2 separate regions of the Salmo salar genome follow, and region 1 is linked to region 2. Evidence: chromatin contacts called from public Hi-C data. All regions are on one chromosome and are shown on one strand. Each heading gives the region's core, a stretch centred on a gene start, on an enhancer-like site or on the middle of the called end of the contact. The rest is flanking DNA. Distances are from core to core; before and after follow the strand shown. Region 1 holds the start of LOC106607482 (endoplasmic reticulum membrane sensor NFE2L1). Region 2 holds the start of hoxb7ab (homeobox protein HoxB7ab).

Region 1 (4,183 bases), core at 1,165-3,664, 440 kb before region 2:
AGGCCTCAAGCTCAACCATCTACTTCAATAGTCTCCTGGGCAAAACTTACTGTCAGCTTTGTGTGTCTTGTTGAAAACGTTCTTTTCAAAGTTCTTCTGCTCCTTCATGGAGGGGTAGAGCTCTGTGTCGTAGTACTAAAACGCATCAAAGACAGATGCATTAGTTATGGTAAATACACCATCTACAACAGTGCTCATTTGGGGCAGATATTTGGGGAAGTTCTCACAATGTCTTGACTCCACAACAACAGCCAATGTGGGTCGCTATTGGACAACTGTTATTAGCATACCTTTGATAGAAGTCTATTGCCATCGTTATCCAGAATGAAGACCGCTTTCACCGTGTACAGCGAGGGTTCCTGAAAGACAGTATGACCAACACGTTGACTAGAATAAAGGACAATTTGCATTTCCATAGGACCTAGGCATACTGAACACGTTCCTAACCGTTATTAATAGAACAGTGATGATGAAGATGATATTGGTGATGACAATAAAATCTAGTCACGTTATTCAAAAACATGGAGGAATATGACAATATCAGAAAGAGATGTGAGTGTAGATGTCGATGGTTCCAGATCCTTCAGTACTTTCCATCCCACGGTGGCTTGGTTGAACCAGGCCAAAGTTCTGTTATGCACTGACTACCACAGACTCAGAGCCTAAGTGTATCACAGAACTTGGGCCAGGAACATCACATTCAGGACTTTAGACCTTGAATTGAGATGAATTGGAGGAAAGTGCAAACCAGTCATCCAGATGTCTGTGCCAATTAGAAACAGTCCATAAGTGGAACTAATTCCTTGAAAAGTTCAATGAGGTGCAGGTAACCAGTCCTATGGTCCTTTGTGCAACATTGTCTTATGCATTAAGCACAGTGAATATCAATATCAAGAGTGCATAACTTATGTCCACATCCTGACACTGTACTGTGCAGCCATAATGACTCTGCCTATTAACAGAAAACACTGCCAATTTACATTGAGCAATACATCAGATAAAATTATATCAGTAATTGTTTTATATATATGTATGTATATAGAGAGAGGTATTTTGAGGCCGAGGGTCAGTTACGGCAGGTTGGTTAATCAACGAAAAGTTATAGCGGCCTTGTCCAGCGCTGCTTGATTTAGTCTAAGTTTAAATTACAGTAAAAAAAAAAAAAAAAACTAACACAAACAATTTATCTTAGTGCAATGATCATCTGTCTAGAGTTTAGTTCAAAAGTGTAAAATTATTCTATGCATATTTAGTTGAAAAACCCACCTGTGGAATCAAGTTTTTGGTAAGCGTAAAATGCTGCGGAACGCAGCTCCTCCGGTTGAAACCAAATATCGTAGACGTGGCAGACAATATATTCACTGTTCACCCTTCAATGCTTGGGCAGGCTGATGTCACAGTTATAATAAAAGTATAACGGATAGCCGACAACTCATGCCATTCATTTAAGTGTAAATCATAACAAAGTAGGTTATAATCTCAGATATGTGACACGGGGTAGCTTTTTAGACAGTATGCCCCTCTCTCTGGGATAATTTGGCAACTGTTCGAGTTTGTACAACAGCAATTGCTCATTGACGAGGAAAAGTGCAACACATGTTGCTGCTGGTAGTGGAATTTCAGTACGCTACACTCAAATACATTCAGATTACAACGATAGTCACGCAGAATACAATACCTCCTAATGTCTGCTATCGTACCTGAAAATATTAGATCCAGCCAGTCAGAGACCTCAAAAAAAATCACTTAGGCTGGGCATGATGCAGAAATACCGAATACAACATTTTACGCAGCAAATGGCTACAATGAACGCTATTCAAGCAATGGCCAACGAGGCCTAATCATGCATTTGCAAGGTAATACTCGTTTAGAAATATATATAAAAGCTCCATATCCCTACCGATTGCTTACCAAAGACGCGATCTCCATAGTGGTTCTCTGGTGTTGACGTGGACAGGTTTGAGCTGTCATTCTAGTAGACTTCGCAAAATCCTCTGACTCATGGGTGGGCGGATCCTCTGCTGGCCTAGAGGCTCCGCAAAACCAAGCCCCTCATTCGGCCATGTTGGCTCCCTCCAATTGGTGAATGATGTTAGGTCCTTGTTCTCTAGGAACCACAATGGCGTCAGTTTCTTATAGTGGTGTTTTTACGCGTTACTCCAAAATGAACACCGCTAAGGTTTCGATGACCACCCACTTCATATGGCCAAGTAGTGAATTATGGGACATTATGCATATACATCCTATCAGTAGTATCTTTAATCTCATGTGTATAGAATATGTCATAAATGAACTACTCTTGTTACAAGTGATAGCCTACTTTATTTAAAAAAATATATGTTATTCAAACCATGTTGCGAGGCTCGTCTGGATTAGCCAGCGTGGATGTCTTTCTGTTCTAGTTCATTCTAGCACGGCAGATGGCAGCAATGCACATTGGGATGGACTGACAGACAGACAGTAGGATATTCTACTTTGGAGCCTGCGTACGGTGTGGCTGTGTGTGTGCGTCTTCAGTTGATTTGGCAGGGTTGATATAGACTGGCGGTATAGCCTATATGCGGGGTATGGTTTTTGACGCCGCGAAGTTATAGAAGAACAGAAAAGTGAAATGGTAGCCTTTACGTCATGTAGGGAGGGGACAGCAAACTGCTCCGTGAGCTGAGCAGGGTTTAAAATGCTTCCCTCTCTGATTTAGAGTCAGAATACAAAATCTTCCAAAAGGATTGGGCTTGCTGCGTTTCCACTGATGTGCCCATTTTTGACTTCTGTCTCCATAGTCCGGTAAGAGAGTCAAAACAGGAAACTAACATTATCGACACTTGTTTGTGTTATTTGGCAGTTATGTAGGCCTAATATGGGTGTTATTACTGTAAGTAAATATGTAAACAGGCTATACACATTGTATACCTTACATTGAGATGAAGTGGAGTTTATGGTACAGTTCATAAGTTTTACATGGGATATTCAGTTGCTCGACCCATTTCTATTTGCCAATAAAAGTGGAACATTTCTGAAGCATGAGGGTGAACAATTACTGTCAACGGTTTTCAGATCCTTGACGTTCATACATAATTCCAGATATTTTCAAATGAACTTCTAATGATTTCGAGGGGTCGTTCAGTGCCCTTTGATGAAGAAGCCTACAGGTTAAATTATCAACGCTCATCCTGTCAGACAGGTTCAAATTCAGTCATTTAAACCATCTTTGGTTGAACGGTCGCCTCATAAGACATGATGTTTCATGCAGGAACAACTGCAATAGACATGCCTATTAAAAACATCTAGCAGAATACCACTGGTCACCAGTTTATTTACATGGCGTAATACATTACAAACAGTTGCCTACAGTTACCGAAGTATTGCGTTGTCAAGTTATTCATTGATTGGCAGAATATGCTTGTTATTTCCCGGGTAACAGTGTGATTCACATAATGTGGTGTAACATTCACCACTGTCTGTCTAGTACCCGCCCTGGCGCTAACTACTGTACCAAACAACTTCTAGAACGAATAGAAGGAAGTACGTGGAAGTGAAGTATCTGGAGATTTATCTGGTATCTGTTGATAACAAGAACACTCCCCTGTTTGTTATCTTTAGGAATATATATTTTTAAATTCGCTTTGGGTCATACTCTTAAGTATACAATAATCATATATAGGGCACACTTAAGCCTTTTGGGGCACCGAAGCAAGATTTGGTTGGGTGGCCCCCCACCTCGCTCAAAACATTTTAGTGGCCCCCCTCTTGACAGTGGAGATACATTTATTTGTTTTTAAGTTAATTTCCCGCAACTCTACACATTTTGCCATGGAGCATAGAAAAAAAATCTGTTTTATAGCAAATTTCCTGCAATTCTACACATTTTGCCATGGGGTGGAGAGAAATTTCTGCAGTTTTAAAGCACATTCATGCAATTCTACACAGTTTGTAACGACTTAGGCATATTAATATAATTTCTGAGTGAGAATGACTAACAAAATCATTGTGGGCCCCATGGAGGTCAGGGCCCACGTGCCCAGTCAGTATTCGGCCATGATTACTACAAGTCTAGATTGCAGGCTAGACTAACTACCAATCAAAAAACATGTTATTTTTGGGTTATGGGCCCCCTAGTGGCCTTAGGCCCTAAGCGACCCTGATCTATTAGCATGGTGTTGAATTCAGCAGCCTTTTCCTCTGC
Region 2 (3,746 bases), core at 960-3,459:
TGTGTGTGTGTGTGTGTGTGTGTGTGTGTGTGTGTGTGTGTGTGTGTGTGTGTGTGTGTGTGTGTGTGTGTGTGTGTGTGTGTGAGAGAGAGAGAGAGGGAGAGAGACAGCGAGAGACAGCGAGAGAGAGGGAGATAGACTGCCTACCTGCTTGTCCATCACCGAGTGTACCTACTAGTCAATTTGAGCAATGTCTTGATTTGTTATATTTATTTGTGTATGAATAGTCTTAGCCTCATAAAATTACACTTGAAAATCTAAATTAGGTTTTCAAAGTCAGTTGTTGGCTCCTATAACCAAATTTGCAAGCGGTGGGCTGGCAAAGAGAGACAGACATACCAGGCAGGAGCACGCTACCGTTAGGATTTTTTTTTTTAAGTATGCATATTTCACACAAGGACATGAATAGCTTACACACAACTTACACGACGAGCATACATTTACGAGAAAACGTGTGGCAACGAATGCCTGCTAGTAGATGTCAAAAGCCCTGCTAATGAGGACGTATGTTTCAAAACTAGTGAAGCTGTTGTTCGTTTCACGCCAGAGGCTAACAAGAGGAGAGAGCACTACATTGACAACTGACTGATAGGAATTTTGTGGTAATAGTAGCCAAGGCCTTGAGAGGTTACTGAAAATTATTAGACAAAATTGTTGTCAGCCACTATTTCACATGAGCCGCGCGCACTAAAAGTGCTTGTTCGTTGATGGTGTGTAGTTGTTCAGCCTCCTAATGTGCACACAACGCACAGGCGCGCGCAGAGACACATACCACAGCTACACAGCCACTTACACATCTACACACACACACACACACACACACACACACACACGTTTTACGCATGACATTATTTGACACTACACTTAATCAAACACTGGCGTAACATGAATTGCTATTTTGTAAGCATCATTTTCTCAGACTAGACTTACTTGTTTGTTGTGTGGGCTGCAGGCAGCTGTAAGACCCACTGAAACTATTCAACAAGCCAGTGCAGAATGTCAGACAAAGGCGTTTCTATAACAAAACAACACAGCCTAACATCGCAAACCAAGAGCTAACCAACTGTTAGCATCACAGTGTTTTCAGTGTTTGCAACATTCAGAGGCATTTATGCGATAATAATATAAGCCAGTGAACACGGGGCAGAGACCAGGCATCTGGATATTATGCTGTGTTGTAGAGTGCGTTTACCACGAGATCCTATCGAAACAGCATAAACAACAGAAAGCGATGGAATAGCCGATGTAGGCTATTTCTTTCCACCCGAGGACGGTGTAAAATAATCCAACGCCCTCTCTCTCTGTTTTAACACAATACCGCCTAATGAATATTCAGATGTCTTAAATTATGGTTTTATTGAGGTCATATAGCAATAAAAGATGCGCAGGCAAAGCGGCGTAAAGCATAGTTCAGGAAGTAGCCCTGACCACTTCGCAACCGCACTGTTTAAAGACCGTTTACGAGAATTATTAGGTCGGAGCAAAGCCCCATTCCTTTCTCCCCTCCTCTTTTTTTGAAAACATACATTTTAAACTCACATACCTGAGCTTCTCATCCAGGGGTAGATCCGTAAACTGTCTTCGTTCTGTCTCTGCTCCGCCTTACCGCAGTTGGACACCTTGGACGGGTCACCACCGGAGCAAATCATGGAGAGGTTGGGGTGTTCAAAGTGGGAGCAGTGCATGTTCAGAGAGCCGGTGCCCAGCCCGTACGCAGAGGGATACATGCTGCGCGTTTGGGTGGGCATGTTCCCTGCGTTATTGTACAGTCCCGACAGTGTGGAGGAAGAGGAGGAGAAGCCTGCGCCGCCGGAGCCCGAGACATAACTGCTGGCTCCCGGTGAACTGGACGCAAAGGCGCAAGAAGTTTGCTCGGGAAAGACCCCACTTGGAATAACCGAACTTGCAGCTTGATATTTGGAAAACAAAGCGTTCGCATAATACAATGAACTCATAATTTGACCGGTGATTTGTAGGCCGGGAGGTTTTACTGTCGGTTTTACGAGGTACTGTGATATATTACAGAATTACAGTCTAGATTTACACCAAAAATCACCCCTTTTTCCTCAGGGGGCACGTGACGAGGGCCATGTGATACAAACTCGTCCAATAACAGCAGAGCTTCCAACCAGCTCAGCTAATGTGGAAAATAGTGCACCACTGACCATACACATAAAATACTTCAGTCTATTCACTGTAAGCCAAAGGGTAGGCCTACCTCCAATCAAGGAACTAACTAGAACACAAACAAATCGATAGTCAATAGAATATATTATGTAATCACCCAGCGCCTTGCACAGTGATAAAAAGGGCTGATGCTTACAAATATCCAACTGAATGTATACAGACAGATCTTAAAATGTCCTCGACTTCTCGTTGGACACCACACAAATAAGAAAAACCTATTAGTTTCCATATCGATTTTACTTATCCTTGCCAGTGGTGGGATCTCTCAGGAAGTTCCTCTGTCTGTTATTGTGGTCTCTGCGCACGATGCCTGTACCCTGTCCAGGGACCAGTATAGCCCACACCGGCCCACTCCGGCCCTGTCTGGGAGAATTTCTGCTTCAGAGCATCCCTCTTTCCACAGCTTCCATCTCCAGCACGACAGAGAAGCTCTGGACAACACAAGCACTTTTGTTTTTACGGAACAGGGAGGCCAGTAGCTGTCTCGAGTCGCCTAGTGCCACGTACCACGCTCTCCCAGTGTTTGACAAGATTTACCTGGCGCACAGGTGCTTTTATGCACCTTTTTTTTTCTTTCCCCCTCTCGAATAAGACTCAACATGAATGTGACTGTTATGGGAAGGGAAATATCCTCACGTTTTTTTCTGAAGGGGGGGGGGTGTTGTTACTGCCAATAGTCATATGATTTAGCCAGACTTTACAGTGTGGTTCCACATGCCATGGCCTTATCTATGTCGAGCTTGTGTGGAGATAAACATGTACGACACAATTCTGACCGCGCGTCAATCCCTACATTGTTAGAAGTGTGTGCACCCAGTACCCAGTAGCCATACACACTCATTGGTTTGGTGAAGGTTTTAATGCACTTGTGTAATATGGGTAAGATTACTAATTGGTTGAGTCAGTCTGTGTGGTGACGGTGGCTATTGGGATTCACACCTTGAGAGGAAATGAAGCAGCAACGATGTCACAGATTCTCTTTATTGTGTCCTCTGTCTTCCGCCGCTTCCAGGTTCAGACAATAGAACAAAGTGATGAAGAACAATAAAGCATATCATCAAGTCCCCATAAACTAATTCACGAGTAGCCTACAGTACACATTCTGGTTAAACGAGGGGTCACATGACATCCTTTTTTATTTCATTTGTATTTTTATTCATTTTTTTCCATGTTTGCACTGTGCGCATGCTTACCCAAATAAGGAAGACAACAAAATACCATCAATCAAAACGAACTAAGGAAGGACAAGTGTAAAAATAGGAAAGCCTACAGCATAAATAGGCAGTTTCATGTTGTTGGAATTCATTATTCGCCACGTCGTCATAACATAGAAGTGAGAACAGTAAAAAGTGCACAATTTAACTTAAAAACTATACAGCTGCCAAGATAATTGTTAATGACAAAATTCTAACAATATAAATGTTTGTTTTTTTCACGATAATTGTTCCACAATGAAAGGACTCTATTTTTAACACAATAATAATTTCCAACATCAGATAAAAAGTACAAATGCTTCATTTCCCGTTCAAATGTTTCGTTTTGTCTCCCAACAACCACAA

The links. A called contact is a pair of places that touch in the nucleus more often than the background predicts.
Region 1: a Hi-C map of muscle shows a contact between it and region 2, with 3 times the contacts expected there. The contact joins the promoter of LOC106607482 here to the promoter of hoxb7ab in region 2.

What each region holds. Positions count from the first base shown.
Region 1 is chrssa06:44,389,047-44,393,229 of Ssal_v3.1, reverse strand. LOC106607482 (endoplasmic reticulum membrane sensor NFE2L1) reads left to right here and starts at 2,414. Exons shown (of 6, transcript XM_014204474.2): 1 at 2,414-2,784. LOC106607483 (coatomer subunit zeta-1) reads right to left here and starts at 2,191. Exons shown (of 10, transcript XR_006770248.1): 1 at 1,912-2,191; 2 at 291-359; 3 at 51-135.
Region 2 is chrssa06:43,952,272-43,956,017 of Ssal_v3.1, reverse strand. hoxb7ab (homeobox protein HoxB7ab) reads right to left here and starts at 2,209. Exons shown (of 2, transcript NM_001141674.1): 1 at 1,544-2,209. The coding sequence starts at 1,955. hoxb8ab (homeobox protein HoxB8ab) reads right to left here. Exons shown (of 2, transcript NM_001139579.1): 2 at 3,627-3,746.